4 separate regions of the Sus scrofa genome follow, and regions 2, 3 and 4 are each linked to region 1. Evidence: chromatin contacts called from public Hi-C, HiChIP or PLAC-seq and promoter capture Hi-C data. All regions are on one chromosome and are shown on one strand. Each heading gives the region's core, a stretch centred on a gene start, on an enhancer-like site or on the middle of the called end of the contact. The rest is flanking DNA. Distances are from core to core; before and after follow the strand shown.

The links. Promoter capture Hi-C pulls out the DNA fragments that hold promoters and counts their contacts. Hi-C and Micro-C count contacts between places; a contact is called where the count stands out from the background. HiChIP or PLAC-seq counts read pairs in DNA pulled down with a chosen protein or histone mark.
Region 2: a Hi-C map of epiblast stem cells shows a contact between it and region 1, with 2.5 times the contacts expected there. The contact joins the promoter of ATP6V0D2 here to the promoter of LOC100154873 in region 1. A contact is called at or near these places in 1 of 5 promoter capture datasets (fetal liver) and 6 of 47 Hi-C or Micro-C datasets (alveolar macrophages, brain, embryonic fibroblasts and 3 more).
Region 3: a contact with region 1 is called in an H3K27ac HiChIP or PLAC-seq map of skeletal muscle. The contact joins the enhancer-like site here to the promoter of LOC100154873 in region 1. A contact is called at or near these places in 4 of 5 promoter capture datasets (fetal liver, liver and skeletal muscle), 17 of 47 Hi-C or Micro-C datasets (alveolar macrophages, blood, brain and 11 more) and 1 of 2 datasets of contacts at active chromatin or transcription factors (skeletal muscle).
Region 4: a promoter capture Hi-C map of liver shows a contact between it and region 1, with 12 times the contacts expected there. The contact joins the enhancer-like site here to the promoter of LOC100154873 in region 1. A contact is called at or near these places in 5 of 5 promoter capture datasets (fetal liver, fetal skeletal muscle, liver and 1 more), 30 of 47 Hi-C or Micro-C datasets (adipocytes, alveolar macrophages, blood and 16 more) and 1 of 2 datasets of contacts at active chromatin or transcription factors (skeletal muscle).

Annotation. Positions count from the first base shown.
Region 1 is chr4:51,209,917-51,213,423 of Sscrofa11.1, forward strand. LOC100154873 (carbonic anhydrase 2) reads right to left here and starts at 1,520. Exons shown (of 7, transcript XM_001927805.2): 1 at 1,235-1,520; 2 at 1-126. The coding sequence starts at 1,268. It overlaps MIR9858 (microRNA 9858), which reads left to right and starts at 1,667; the gene lies at 1,667-1,744.
Region 2 is chr4:50,747,842-50,751,348 of Sscrofa11.1, forward strand. ATP6V0D2 (V-type proton ATPase subunit d 2) reads right to left here and starts at 1,532. Exons shown (of 8, transcript XM_003125581.4): 1 at 950-1,532. The coding sequence starts at 1,079.
Region 3 is chr4:50,860,776-50,864,282 of Sscrofa11.1, forward strand. No RefSeq gene overlaps it. Among named protein-coding and RNA genes, the nearest start is that of ATP6V0D2, 110 kb to the left of the region's middle. Within about 2 kb of position 1,991, at least 4 of the 83 cell types and tissues checked have an H3K27ac peak or open chromatin away from gene starts, as enhancers often do. A contact at or near this core is called in skeletal muscle, where this site is marked.
Region 4 is chr4:50,881,004-50,884,510 of Sscrofa11.1, forward strand. No RefSeq gene overlaps it. Among named protein-coding and RNA genes, the nearest start is that of ATP6V0D2, 130 kb to the left of the region's middle. Within about 2 kb of position 1,803, at least 3 of the 83 cell types and tissues checked have an H3K27ac peak or open chromatin away from gene starts, as enhancers often do. A contact at or near this core is called in liver, where this site is marked.

The DNA.
Region 1 (3,507 bases), core at 270-2,769:
CTTGCTCATAGCAAAGGGACAGAGGCTTCAGGGCAGGGTCGTGAACAGCTGTGCTGGTGTTGATGTCAACAGGGGACTGGCGATCTCCCTTGGCGATGGGGAAGTCCTTATGCCAGTGCTCAGGTCCTGAGATTGAAAAGAGACTGTGTGAACCCCCCACTGTGGGGAAGGACAAACCCAGACCCCTAGAAAAGAGCAATGGCTCTGGAGCCAATCTGTCTGGCTCTAATTTTGGCGGCATAATTAACAGCTGAATAACTTTAGTGAAACACAATCTGTGCCTTAGTTTCCTCATTTGTATTAAAGGTTGATGTGAGAATCAGAATCAATATACGTAAAAGCTTTTAGAACAAGTAGTGAGCACCATATAAATATTAGCTATTTTATGTTCCTTTTACTGCCATTGAGTGACTGACATTAGGCTTGTGATTAGGATTTGGACGATGCAAGCTCACTTAAGACATTCCAGCAGATGGGGATTCCTCTCTCTTGTCCTTTTACTAGATCAGTAAGGTCAGAATCACTGTTCAGGCAGGGCAACCCTGCTTTAATGGTTAGGATTCCCACGATCTAGAAAGCCCCAAACCCCCAAAGAGGCTCAAGGTGGTTTAGACACATTTTTCTCTTTGGTCTGCTGGTTCAGGAGAACCCAGATCTGTGACGCCGATAAAGCCGGGTTCCTGGTGACTTCCTAACATTAGAAGCGGAGAGACGAAGGAAAAACTCAGAAATCAGCGCAGTGGATTCAAACCACCCCAAGAAAATGCCCCGGGACACTTCGTGCTGAGAGTCTCAGCCACAAGTGGTGCTGAAGATGAACTGGGGGTAGGGTAAGGTAGGGGGAAAATAGGGTCCCCTAATTTCTCTGCGATCAATAACTAAAATGTATCGTTACAATTCGCCCTAGTTTCCTCCTGGGTCGGAATAGGATGGTCTCCGGCTCGTGACCCGGGAAGGGCTGTCCTTGGGTCCCACTGCTGCTTCTGCGCGCCCCCTTCCCCCGGCACCGCGCGCCACCGCTGGACGCAGGGATTCCTCGACAGTGGACTCCGGCTCTGAGCTGGGGGCATCCCGCGCCGGGGAGCCGCGGGCGCGCGGGCAAGGCGTCGGGGGCGCACCTGAGCCTCGGGTGCTCCAGGCGGCAGCGGGAAATAGCAGGTGCGTGCGCTGCTGGGCCCCAGAGGGGCCCGGAGCCCCAGGCGCAGACGCCGCCCCGCCCGCAGCCCGCACTCACCGTTGTGCTTGTCGTATCCCCAGTGATGGGACATGGTCGTGCCGCTGGTAGGGGCAGGGCAGGAGTTGGCGCCGGTCTAGCGGCGGCTGCTGGAGCGCCTGCACCGTATGTCCGCGGGTCGCGCCGTCGCTGGTATTTATAGGCTCCCGCCAACTTCGTGCTCGGGGGCGGCCGGGGGGAAGGGGCCCTGGGTGGACCTGGGCGACTGGGGGAGGAGGTGACGGGCGGAGGTGATCTCCCCGCGCTCGGGGCGGGCCAGGAGGGCGAGGCTCCGGGGGCGGGGAGAACGCCCTCTCGGCGGGCGCTGGGCCAGGTTCAGGAGCTCCTCTCCCGCCACTCGTCTCCCCTCGGCCTGCGGCCCGACCTCGGGTCCCGGCCCCGGGTCCCTGGGCCTCCACGAGGCTCCGTGCTCCCCGCGCGCGTGGCGGCGGCGGCTCCGGGGTTCCTGAGTCGGACTGGGCTGCGGAGCGTCTACACGCACCCCATCCCCCTCCGGAGCGCTGAGGCTGGCGGCGGCGCTGACTGCTGAGGACCCGCGTCCGGTATCTCTGATCCCCTGTCCCCTTTGTGATTGCATCCCTGGCCTAGGAGCACTCCAGCCCCGCCCCATCGGCCCCACCCACGCCGAGGTCTCTAGCTCCAAGGGCTTGCTCGCGGGCGTCCCGGGCTTGCTTAGGAGCTATGACCTTGGGGCAAATAGGGATACGGTCCTTGAGGCGCTAGGGAGGGAGAAGCATCACGCTGAGAACTACGCGCCCCCTGCTGGAAGGCTGCGGAATAAACCAAGAAGGAGGGAGAGGGTGTCTTCGATTCAAGTCCGAAGAATGCATTTCCTTGAAAGCTGTCAAGGTCTCTTGAAATGTTCACCAAATGTTTGTTCATTCTACCTTCTTTCTTCTCTTTCAAAATACACTTTAGAGGAGAGACTTCCTAGTGGAGTACGTATTGATTTAAAGCAATCAAAACTTCTAAAAATCACTTTTTTTTCACAGGAATTGGGTAAAAGAAAGACTGTCTTGCAAAAAGATAAGAACTTTCCCTGGCTGACAAAGGAAAGTGGGCATCTGGCATACCTAAGAACTAATTCAAAGAAACTGAAGAGTGGACATTTTTGAGTCAAGGCAGCATTGTGGCTTTCCTAGGCCCTAGGCATTTTGCCCTTATTCATTTCCTTTTCGTGGGTATGTGAGGCACCGTTTCTCCTGTACCCAATGCCCTAAGTCAGGATTATTTTGAGGTGTGAACAGAATTCATTTCCCTCAAGGGACTTTGTCACAAAAAGGGGAGAAGGGTTTTCTGTCCTGTGAATCTCTGAGATCACTAAGAGCATAGTATTAAAGTTAAACTTGGGGCAGCAGGACACAGTTTCACACAAGTCTAACAGCCCTGACATCACTCATATAGATAAATAAAAGGATAAATTATAATATTAGTGTAAATTATTCCAATGTTGATTTTAAAATCATTATTTACTTTTTTATTTCAGTCAATTCCATACAAACAGAAATGATTCAGATTTAGATACATTTGGTCTTGTCCTAAGACTCCAGGAAAGTGTGTACCTCTTTGTGGGGTTTTTTGGGTGGATGTCACCAGTGAATTCTTAGGCAATGAGCTATTTTTGGTTTCTAGGACCATCACAAAATGTAGTTCGTAGTTACAGAGAATTTTGTATTTGTAGCTGCATAGTCTCTCATGGAGGCTATACAATAATTTTTTTTTTTTTTTGGTCTTTTTGCCATTTTTCTTGGGCCGCTCTCCGCAGCATATGGAGGTTCCCAGGCTAGGGGTCAAATCGGAGCTGTAGACGCCGGCCTACGCCAGAGCCACAGCAACGCGGGATTCGAGCCACGTCTGCAACCTACATCACAGCTCACGGCAACGCCGGATCCTTAAACCCCTGAGGAAGGCCAGGGACCGAACCCGCAACCTCATGGTTCCTAGTCGGATTCATTAACCACTGAGCCATGACGGGAACTCCTATACAATAATTTTGATTCTTTGCATAATTTTCAAATATTTACTTAATTCAAAAGAAGAGGGCCTCGATAGTTCCTGTCGTGGCTCAGCAGTAACAAACCTGACTAGTATCTGTGAGGATGCCGGTTAGATCCCTGTCCTTGCGCAGTGGGTTAAGGATCCTTCACTGCCATGAGCTATGGTGTAGGTCAAAGACGCGGCTCCATCTGGCATGACCGTGGTGTAGGCCGGCAGCTACAGCTCTGGATTCGACCCCTAGCCTGAGAATTTCCATATGCCATGGGTGCAGCCTA
Region 2 (3,507 bases), core at 282-2,781, 460 kb before region 1:
TGGAAGTTCCCAGGCTGAGGGTTGAATTGGAGCTACAGCCGCCAGCCACAGCCACAGCCACAGCAACATGGGATCCGAGCCGAATCTGCTACCTGCACCACAGCTCACAGCAATGCCGGATCCCTGACAAACTGAGCGAGGCCAGGGATCGAACCTGAATCCTCATGCAATAGTAGTCAGATTTTTTTCCACTGCGCCACAATGAGAACTCCCATGCCAATGTCTCTTGATTTTTTTTCTTAAGCTTTATTTAAAAAAAAACCTCAAATATACATACTCTCATACTAATAGATACTGAGAAATGAGATAGAATAAAATTCTCTAGACCAAGGTTTTGGGGGTTTCTTAACTATAGCTCATTGGACAGTTTGGTAAAATCATTCTCCAAATAATATTTATAAATAATATGTACAATGAAAATATATAGTATTCAAAGGACACTAAATATATTAAAATATAGTTAAGATATTTAAAATTTATATAACGTGCTTCTTTATTAAGACATGAAATATCAAGGAGGAGTGCAAATCTAGTATAATTTTGTAATAGTGAAAATATAAATGATATTTCAAGGTATCTGCAAGAACTGTATAAGGATATGAACATACTGCCTTTTATTGGTGACAAAAGTTTTAACTACTGTGATTTGTTGCTTGCAGTCATAAAAGGAAATGCTAAATTTCACTTAGGGAATAACGAAAATAGAGATGTAATTTTTTTTTTTTTTTTTTTTTTTTTTTTTTTTTTTGCTCTTCCAAGTTCATGTAGCCCTGAAGTCTTGGCCTTGAGAATAAGAGCCTACCCAGAACTCTCAGGCCTTGAGACTAAAGCCCCCAATCTAGCTTCCAGCAGGCAGCATCAGTCGTCCATCCCCCCCCCCCCCCCCCCCCCCGCCCCCGCTTCCCCACCCCACACACCTTTTTTTTAAGGTGAAAAGGGTAGCACTTACCTTCCAGAGTCTCACACTGGACCAGGTTGATGTAGTCCTGCTGGGTCAGGAGGCCAGCTTTGCACCCTCGCACCAAGCCCTCCAGGTAGCCATGGTCCACATTGAAGTACAGCTCAGCGCCCTCAAACATGGAGGAAGCAATCACTGCCCACCTAGGCTGAAACAGCTCTGTGTCCTGACCAGCCCTGAAGACGTGCACCAGCCTGGAGAAAAGTACTTAGCTCTTGCCAGGAGTTATTGGGAAGTGATCTCTCAGCTGATAGTCAGGGTTTTCATGACTAGTTTCCTCCGCTTTCAGTGGCTTTCAACACCATGAGCTCAGTCCTGTTTTTACCTCAACAGTGAATCAGCTAGATAACCTTAGTGAACCCAGGAACCAAACCCCTGCTATGAGGCGGGGGAGGAGGTCAGGTGAGGGCGGGTCAGGGCTCTGCTCCTTCCCTACCAGAGCAACTAGCGCCTTCCCAGCTTCGCTACTAGAACCCCTGCTACAACTGAACATTTTGTAAACTTTTCTTCCCATGTAAGCTTCTGAGGTTTCCATTGTAAATGACATTAGTTTTAAACATCTTGAGAACTATTAAAAAGAAAGGAAGGGCTTTAAAAAATTAACTTAATGTAAATAGATCAAAGGCAAGTAGGCAGTTTGGAGATCCTGGAGAAGCTAGTTCAGCAGCATGGGGTGTTTGTAAAACAAAAGGCCAGGAATGCCTTAACCTGGCCAAAGCCTGGTACCTGCTTCTCTCCCCACCCCCAGTCTAGGCGCAGAGACCAGAAAACAGTCCTGGGAGCAGGTACACAGTCTTGTGATTCTATAGTAATAAGCCACTACCTTTGAAAAATACTAATATGATAGTATTACCCACATTCCAAATAAGGAACCAGCTCTCAGAAGCCCTGAGGCAGCTCAGAATGCAGTTTATTTAAGCCAGGACTTAATTGTTGTTTCATGCGCCAAAAAAGAGTGTTAGTTTTCCTCTATGCTTAGCTCAAAAATTCTATCAAATATAGAGTTCCCTGGTGGCCTAGCAGTTGAGGATTTGGCATTTTCACTGCTGTGGCTCTGGTCACTACTGTGACATGGGTTCATTTCCTGGTCTGGGAACTTCTGTATATGACAGATCCTGATCACAATTTCACATATGTAGTATTTCACTTTCACATATGTTGTGCCAAATTCTTAACTGAAAGGTCAGAAATTCGCCAGTCTCTTCTCAATATTTCCAAACTGAAAGAAGCTCGGTATGATTGAGTCAATGTAAATTCTGTTTTAGTTGTTGGAAATCACAGAGAACCAAACAGTGTAGAGCTTTGAACGTATTCAATAAACAGAAGTTATTATTTTCTTTTTCATTATCCAACCCTCCCCCCAACATACTCAAACTCAAAACTCAAATTCAGACTCAAAACTTGACCTCAAAACTCAAAGCATACTCAAACTCACACACACCCAAACTCCCTGGGTATGTTTTAGATTGAATTATATATGAATTTACCACTTTGGTAAATTAAAAAAATGATCGTGGAAGTTCACATGTGATGCAGCGGGTTAAGGACCCAGCATTGCTGCAGCTGTGGCATAGGTTGCAATTGTGGCTTGGGTTTGATTCCTGGCCTAGTAATTTCCACATGCAAAAAAAAAAAAAAAAAAAAAAAAAAAAAAAAAAAAAAAAAAGTTGCATAACAGCAATTTTATATAGTTCAATTTGATACAAACTTACAATCAAATAAATAAATTATTAAAACAAAGACATCATTTCCTAATTACTTTTATTTATGCACTTGAGGTAATTTATACCTCTTGTATGTATATGGTAGATATTCTGTCTAAAAGGGTACATGCAACTCTGGGTTTCATGATGTCCCAATGGTAGCTTAGAGGGGACCATAGTGGGAGTTTTCCACCATGAAAAGAGGCAAAAGCTACAAATTAGGGTTTGATTTGTTGCTGGTTATTGTTCAGAATTAAAATAGTGATGAAAGAGTTCCCACTGTGGCAGGATCGGCAGCATCTCTGCAGCACCAGCAAATGGTTTGATCCCCAGCCTGGCACAGTGGGTTAAAAGAACTAGTATTGCTGAAGCTGTCAAGTAGTTTGCAACTGCAGCTCAAATCTGATCCTAGCCTGGGAAATCCATATGCCTCAGAGCAGCCAAGAAAAAAAAAAGTGATGCAGAAAATGCCATTAATGGAAATTAAAATTAAAAGTGTGTGGTATCTATAGTTACATTGTGAATTGCAAAAAAATTGAAGAAATAGTCTTTAGTATTCAAAAACCATTGTCTGACTCAGCAAAGAAGCCCTCATGTTACATATGTCTTCATCATTTCATCTTTGTCCTACTCAGTAATATAAATACAAATATCAACCAACAATCATTGCAACTACACTTGCTTGTCAGTGGCAACCACAGGTTGACAGATACTAGAGATGAATAAAAATCAATGGAAACATACTGTGGAGTTCCCTTGTGGCTCAGTGGGTTAAGGATCCAGCATTGTTACTGATGCAGCTCTGGTTACGCTTTTGGTGCCAGTTCTATTCCTGGCTGAGGAACT
Region 3 (3,507 bases), core at 741-3,240, 350 kb before region 1:
TCATTCTCCAAGGACACTCCCCCACACATAAACACACACGCCTTATCTGCTTATAGAGTCATCTTTGAGAGTAGTTACTACCTCTCCTTGTAGGATACAGAGCTATAAGGTGAGAAGTAAAGTGACTTAAAGACCACTGGTGTGAGCTGCCTCTTCTACTCTGCTGCCTATAAAGCCACAGTGCTGGGAAGTGCTGGATGGGGGTGTGTGTGAAGGGTCTTGGAGAAGCGGAGTGTATCCAGCTGTCAGTTCCATCCCCTCAGAAGTATCAGGAAGCTTTATTTGAGTAGCCAATAGTGTTTCTGACTGAAAGTTTCATGGCAAAACAGACATTATTATTTAAATTAGGGCATTAGGCTTGGCCCCTGTGGCTAAATTAGTAAATCCTTGTGATTTGTCCTTCACTTTCCTTCTCTTTGTACTACTTCTCTGAGTTGCTTAATTTAGCCATTTCTAATTTAGCCATGAAGGGAAAAAAGAGTTTGCTAACCATCGTTTTTTGTCTACTTAGGAACTTGTTTAAAGATGCTGAGTTCCTTTAAGATAGGGAACCTTCTTTTAAGGTGTCTGGGGTCATGGTGATACTATTACCAAAATTCGGCCTCTGTGTGCTGGTGCTGAATTGAAGCATGGAGATAGAGTTTTGGGTAAAGGAGAAAAAGATAGCTTTATTGCTTTTCCAGGCAAAGGGGGCCACAGCAGGCTAATCTTAAAGCCTGTGCTCCCCTTTGGAAGGGGTCAGGAGGTGGTTTTATAGTTTGGAGAGTGGAATAAGGATCAGGGCCACAGATAAAGTTTAGGGCAGAGGCTAGCTTGCGCTGTTTCTCAAAGCTGGTGTTCAGTGGCCCCAGGACAGGTTCCAGTGGTCCTCCTTCCCGGAATGAAGAATGCTTCTTCAAGTAGATCTTCCGTTTGTTGGGGGTTTTATTTCTACAGAAAAGCTCAAAGATATTGTTATGTACATTCCTAGAGGAGGAACCAGGACCCTGCCCCAGGGCTGCACTGCTGCTCCCTGGTCTCTGCATCCCCTCCCTTCCCTGATTAGCAACTGCCCTTTGTGACTCAAGGAAGGTCAGGGAGGCTGAGGCTCATTCCCTAAAAACAAGTAATGGAGGACAAGAAAGCTTATGTGCCTAGGAGCTCCACAGGGCACTAGCTCGGTTACAATACAACTTAGTTTTAATGTGTTTGGATTTCAAAGCCCTTTAACCACACCAGCCCCTCTGGCTTCTCACACTCCCACCCTCCTTCCCCTGCACCTCTGGAAATGCAGCTGGTTCCTGTGATGAAAGTCATAGCTGGTCAGAGATGGTCCAGGAGAGGACCTTAGGCTGACACGTCCCTCCCCAGTGCTCTTCCCTGGAGCCAGCTTGCCAACAGGACTCTGAGGTGTCTGGGGGAGGAAGCCCTCTGCCATTTCCCCAGCCCCTCACAGGTGCTGGAGTTCGCCTTATTCATAAGCAAATCCTCATTTCAATTATTCAGTATTTCAATATTTCCTGCCAATTGAGCATTCTCTCATTTCATGTGTAAATCATAAAATTGGGCTGCTCAGAATTTTTTTTTTTTTTATTAGCGATGTCTCCAGTAAACATCCAGTGGTTTAAATCCTGTTGTCTCCTAGGGATTAATTATTGAGTTCCTGAACTGAACTCACACCAAGTATCAGCCTTTTTAGCAACAAGCTTAAAAGGTATAGTCTATGCAAAGGGTATTTTATGGAAATAAGATTTGAATTATTAAAATAAAACCCTATAGTCTTTCCTTCTTGGAAGGAATAAGGAGTCATTTTTCTGCTTATCTTTATCTATCTGTCGAAAAAGGAAAAAGCAACTTAAAATGTCAAATTTCATCAGCATCTAAGACACCCACATGGATTTAAGCCCTGAACAATCTCTTTCTCCCCCCAGAAAATTAAATTAATCCATGCCTGAAAGCATAGCCCTGTTTCCTTTGCTTATTTTTGTCCCAGAGTACATCTAATCTCTCCCTGCCTGTCTCTTCTCTAATCCTGCCTGTGGACCTTAACTCCCTGAGGTCAGGCAAGGCTGCATCACAGAAATTAATTTAAATTATCTTGAGATAAAGCAACTACCTAAACTATTAGTATATTTTTAAGATATTTGGAGGTATTGCCTCACTTTTTTTTTTTTTTTTTTTTTTTTTTTTGATAACTCTTCTGGGAAGAGAGCAAAGCAAACCATAAAGAAATCAATGAGTAACTGCCCAGAAGCCAAAGAATATCAGGGTTTGGGGGGTGGGGAGAGTCTCCATGTTGAGGGCACAGCAGGGGTGGGGGGGGCGGCTTGTCTAGGCTCTACCATAGGAGGGAGAGTGGATGCTGGTGAGGGTTGATGAAATCAGGCTCCTGAAATGGGAGAAGGGGCACAATCTTGCTTTTGTGAGAAGGCAGCTATCTAAGGCACATTTGGGAGTATATTAGAACTGAGGGGGGGGGGGATGACATAGGAGAGAGTTCAGTGACACATTCTCTGAGCTTGTTGGTCTTGGAGTCCCTCAAATTCTCCCCCTTTTTATTGAGATCTGTAAGATTGCTGGTTTGATATTCTCAGAGTAAATAGATCATTTTTCATCCACTCAGGGATATAAAGTCAATGCTTACTATTTATACTAAATATATATTTCATGGATAAAGCAAATAGCCTCTCTAGGTTGTCTGCCAAAGGAAACAATCTTCTGGCTAAGCACTCAGCTGAGCAGATCACCTTTCATAGGTTTGCTGATCAGCCAATTCACTCCAGTATTTCAAAAGCATAGTGAACCTCACACTGCAGCACCTATATCCAAATGCACTTCTAAAACTAGTGCAATTCTACCTTGGTAACAAGGGCCACAGGTGCTTACAAAATGGTTGCTCTTCTGAGCATCCTAAAAAAAAAATAATAATAGTAATGATAAAAATCATTTGAGAGTTAAAGCAACACAGAAGGTATTTCTTAATTTATTATTTCAAAAGACAAGCACAAATGAAGAAAAATAGTTTCTTATTGCTCACGAGAGTTATCAGAGTTTTATTTTAGATTTTAGTAAACTTTACAAATAGCATTTTGCTGTATAGAAGAGTTTCTATGATAATAATTTCAAATATAGGCAAAACTGTTAAATATACCAAGTTGGATTATAAAGTTTCTTTTTTTTGATGGATTATAAAGTTTCTTAACTCCACTTTGGATATTGAACTTTTAAACACTTCTGACACATTTGATTTCCATAACTTTTTCTCAGCTGTCTATAAATAGACTTTCTCTAACATATATGGCACAATACTTTACCCAGGATGTTTTGTGGTATTGGATTTAGGAAACTACAAGAATCTGTTAAGATGCAGAGGAATAAGTGGTGAAACTTCAGGAATGGTGACAAAATAAGGGGAAGCCATTGTAGGACCAGGGCCATCCCCTAGGCACTGGGCACTCAAGGCTAACAAATAATTGAGCAAAGTTTAAGGGTGAGGATGGTAACAAGGATGATTCTTTACCCCAAACA
Region 4 (3,507 bases), core at 553-3,052, 330 kb before region 1:
GGGTTGGTCTATAAAGACCACGGAAATTCCTGTGAGCATTTTGTAAAATGCTCTTTAGAGTCAGGTAGCTAATGTAGCATTACTTCCTTTCACCTCTCTCACTCCCCATGCTCCCCAACATAAGCCATAGCCTTGGCAACCCTGGAGCTGAGTGGTATCTTTGACCTACGCTGCAGCTGGTGGCAAAGCCAGATCCTTAAACCACTGAACGAGGTTCAACCTCACAGACACTATGTCATGTTCTTAACCCCCTGAACCACAACAGGAATTCCCACTACAATATGTTCTTATTTGGAGGAAGTGGACAGCTCCAGCTGAGCACCAACTCAGGAAAGATACTAGCTGTCTTGCTTACAGTGGGTTAAATAGAAGACACGCTGCTATGGAATCTCTGACCTTAAATGATAAAGATGATAGATACATTGGTGGAAATAAATCCATTAGCTGTCTTCCCTTCTAAGGTTGAGATAAAACGTTTTTTTTTTTTTGCTTTTCAGGGCCCCACTCACAGCACATGGAAGTTCCCAGGCTAGGGGTCAAAGTGGAGCTGCAGTTGCCAGCCTACACTACAGCCAAAACAACACAGGATCTGAGCCATGTCTATAACCTACACCACAGCTCACAGCAATGCTGGATCTTTAACCCACTGAGTGAGGCCAGGGATTGAACATACATCCTCATGGATACTAGTTGGATATATTTCTACTGCACCACAACGGGAACTCCATTTTTTTTTAGTACTTTAAATCTCCTTTCTCCTTCATTTTTGGTAATGAAAAGTATATTTCTTGCCCTTTTTTCCTAATTGTAATACAAATGATGGACAGTATTTTGAGTTAAAAAACTTATTTCTTGATAAATATCATAGATTTCCTCCACACTATAATCTCTGGACATAATTGATATCATTGCTATTATCATAAAAATGTAAGGACATTGTCACAAATGACAGTGCTGTACAAATCATCTAAAGCAAAATTTTTTCTCCTTTCAGAAATTCTACCTCTGAGAGTTTTTCCACATAAGATACAAGAGGAATTTGTTTTCGCTGGTTCCTCTTAATCATCAATAGCAAGATTATACTTATATGGGTATAATACTCAGTAATACCTGTACTAGTAATGTAATTTAGATGATATTTGGTAATTTATTTAGGTTTACAGAGCATCATTTAAATTTATTATCTAATTTAGTTTTCAAAAGGTATTATTCCCTCTTTTGACACATAAGCAAACTGAAGCTTGGGGAAGTGAAGGGAATTTGCTAAAGACGTACAGATGACAAGTAGCAAAGCCAAATGCAGGAGTATTTTGTCCACATCTCATGTGTACCATATTAGGGTTTGCAGAATAAATATAATACATGTTTTTGCCTTTAGGGAACTTGCTGTTTAGTTGGGAAAAATATTGATGCCATGAAAATAACTTGCATGGATGGCAGATGGATCATTGTCTTGGGACCAGAGGACTTTTGCAGCTCATAAAAACCTGTTTCTTTTAACTGAATAAAATTATATGTAAAGTGTAAAACAGAAAATCTTTTCACTGACAAAGGTGTTGTCACAGACATCTGTTGTCTGAGGATCTCAGAGACAATTTGAAATAAAGCTAGATTTACCTCCACATAAATGTTTATCAGCCAATTATCATGTCTTCCAACATCCATGCAATGTACAGCATAGATACACAGGGGAAGCCTGGTTGTGTCCTTAAGAAATGAACCCAGTTTTACATCCGGACCTGTGGCAGGACCAGCAGCATGACGCATGTCAGGCCTGTTGATTGAACAAGCTGCTCCAAGTGACCTCAGGCTCCGTCCTCTATAAAACTAGGAGGTTAATATTCAGCTGTGCTGTTAACTGGGGCATAAAAGTAGGGACAAGATTTGCAATCTGTTAATGTTTTCTTAAGCTCTTGTTAAGTAAGAGCTAAATCCACCATAAATGGGAGCAATATAAATTAAGCTGCTGTAATTAGCAGTCCAAATGTGTACCTTTGCAAAAGGTTATCTTTAATGCCTTTTTTTTTATTAACATAATCATGTGTTTTGGATAATCATAGCCATGGGGAAAAACTGGGAAATACAAAAGTCCTATTTCTCAGTCACACAGAAAGGAGTGGACTCCACAGCAAAGTATGGAAAATAATAGAGAAGACATCTATACATCTACCAAACCAGATTTAACAAATATTACCATATTTTCTTCAAATTAGTATTGGTAAAGAAATAAAGTGTTTAATGTAGCTGAGAAAAAAAAAAGAAAGAAAAAGGAAGAAAGAAAGAAAGAAAGAAAGAAAGAAAGAAAGAAAGAAAGAAAGAAAGAAAAAGAAATTAGTGTATTACAAATGAGCCACAACATAATTTGTTACAATAGTGTTGGGTAGTTAAGATATTTGGAGGGAGGAGACAGACCATTTAAAAGTAAGTTTTAGTATCTTGCTCTTTAAGGAGATGGTGTATGTAAGGCATACCCACAGTTTGGCACATAGGAGCTGTTCAAACACATGCTAGCGCTTATGAAGTTAGTGTTTGGGATAATCAGAGAATGTAGATCCTCTATCATTGTGTCCAGAGCCTTTCTTGCCCTTTTTTTTTTTTCTTTTTATAGCCACAGCTGAGGCATATGAAAGTTCCCAGGCTAGGGGTTCAATTGGAGCTGCAGTGGAGGCCTATGCCATAGCCATGGCAACACTGGATCCCAGCCACATCTGCAGCTTACACCACAGCTTGTGGTGACACTGCATCTTAACCCACTGAACAAGGCCAGGGATGGAACTTGCATCCTCATGGATGCTATGTTGTGTTCTTAACCCACAAAGCCACAATGGAAACTCCTTAAGCTTTAATATAGCTCTTACCTCACTGATGCCAATGCTGTTGACTTGACTGGTCTCACTCCTCAGGCTTGGAGCTTTCTTAGAATGAGGGTTTATCTTTCTCTCCCTGGCAACTGCTGCATCTCCTAGCAGACACTAGGTACTAAATAAGTATCTGTTAAAGTAATGCCTCTAGCCCAATGTTTCTCTGTTCAGTATTTCATATAGATGATCTGATTTTAGCTAATCAGAGTCAAAATTGAATCTCTCTAGATCAGAACATCATCTCTTACCTGTTCTCTCAGCAGCCTACCATACCAATCTCACCATCTCTCTTCTGCTTCACCCACCTTCTCACCTGTTATCATTCGTTCAGTTCTCATGATGGTGTCAGCAGACCTTTATAAAACAGAATCTGATTCTTTTGCTCAAGAAGTTTTGGTGCTTTCCCATGCCCACTGGGATAAATACATAACTCTTTTTAATGAAGTGCAAGGCCTTTTTGTGCGTACATACTTCCCTCTCCAGTTTCTTCTGTCACTTCCCTCTTTTTTCTTTATTTGGGGGGCCATGTTCCCTGCATGCAGAAATTTCCTGGGCCAAGGATTGAACCTGAGCCACAGCAGTGACAATGCCAGGTCCTTAACCTGCTGAGCCACTAGGGAACTCCCATCTCTTTTATATTACATTC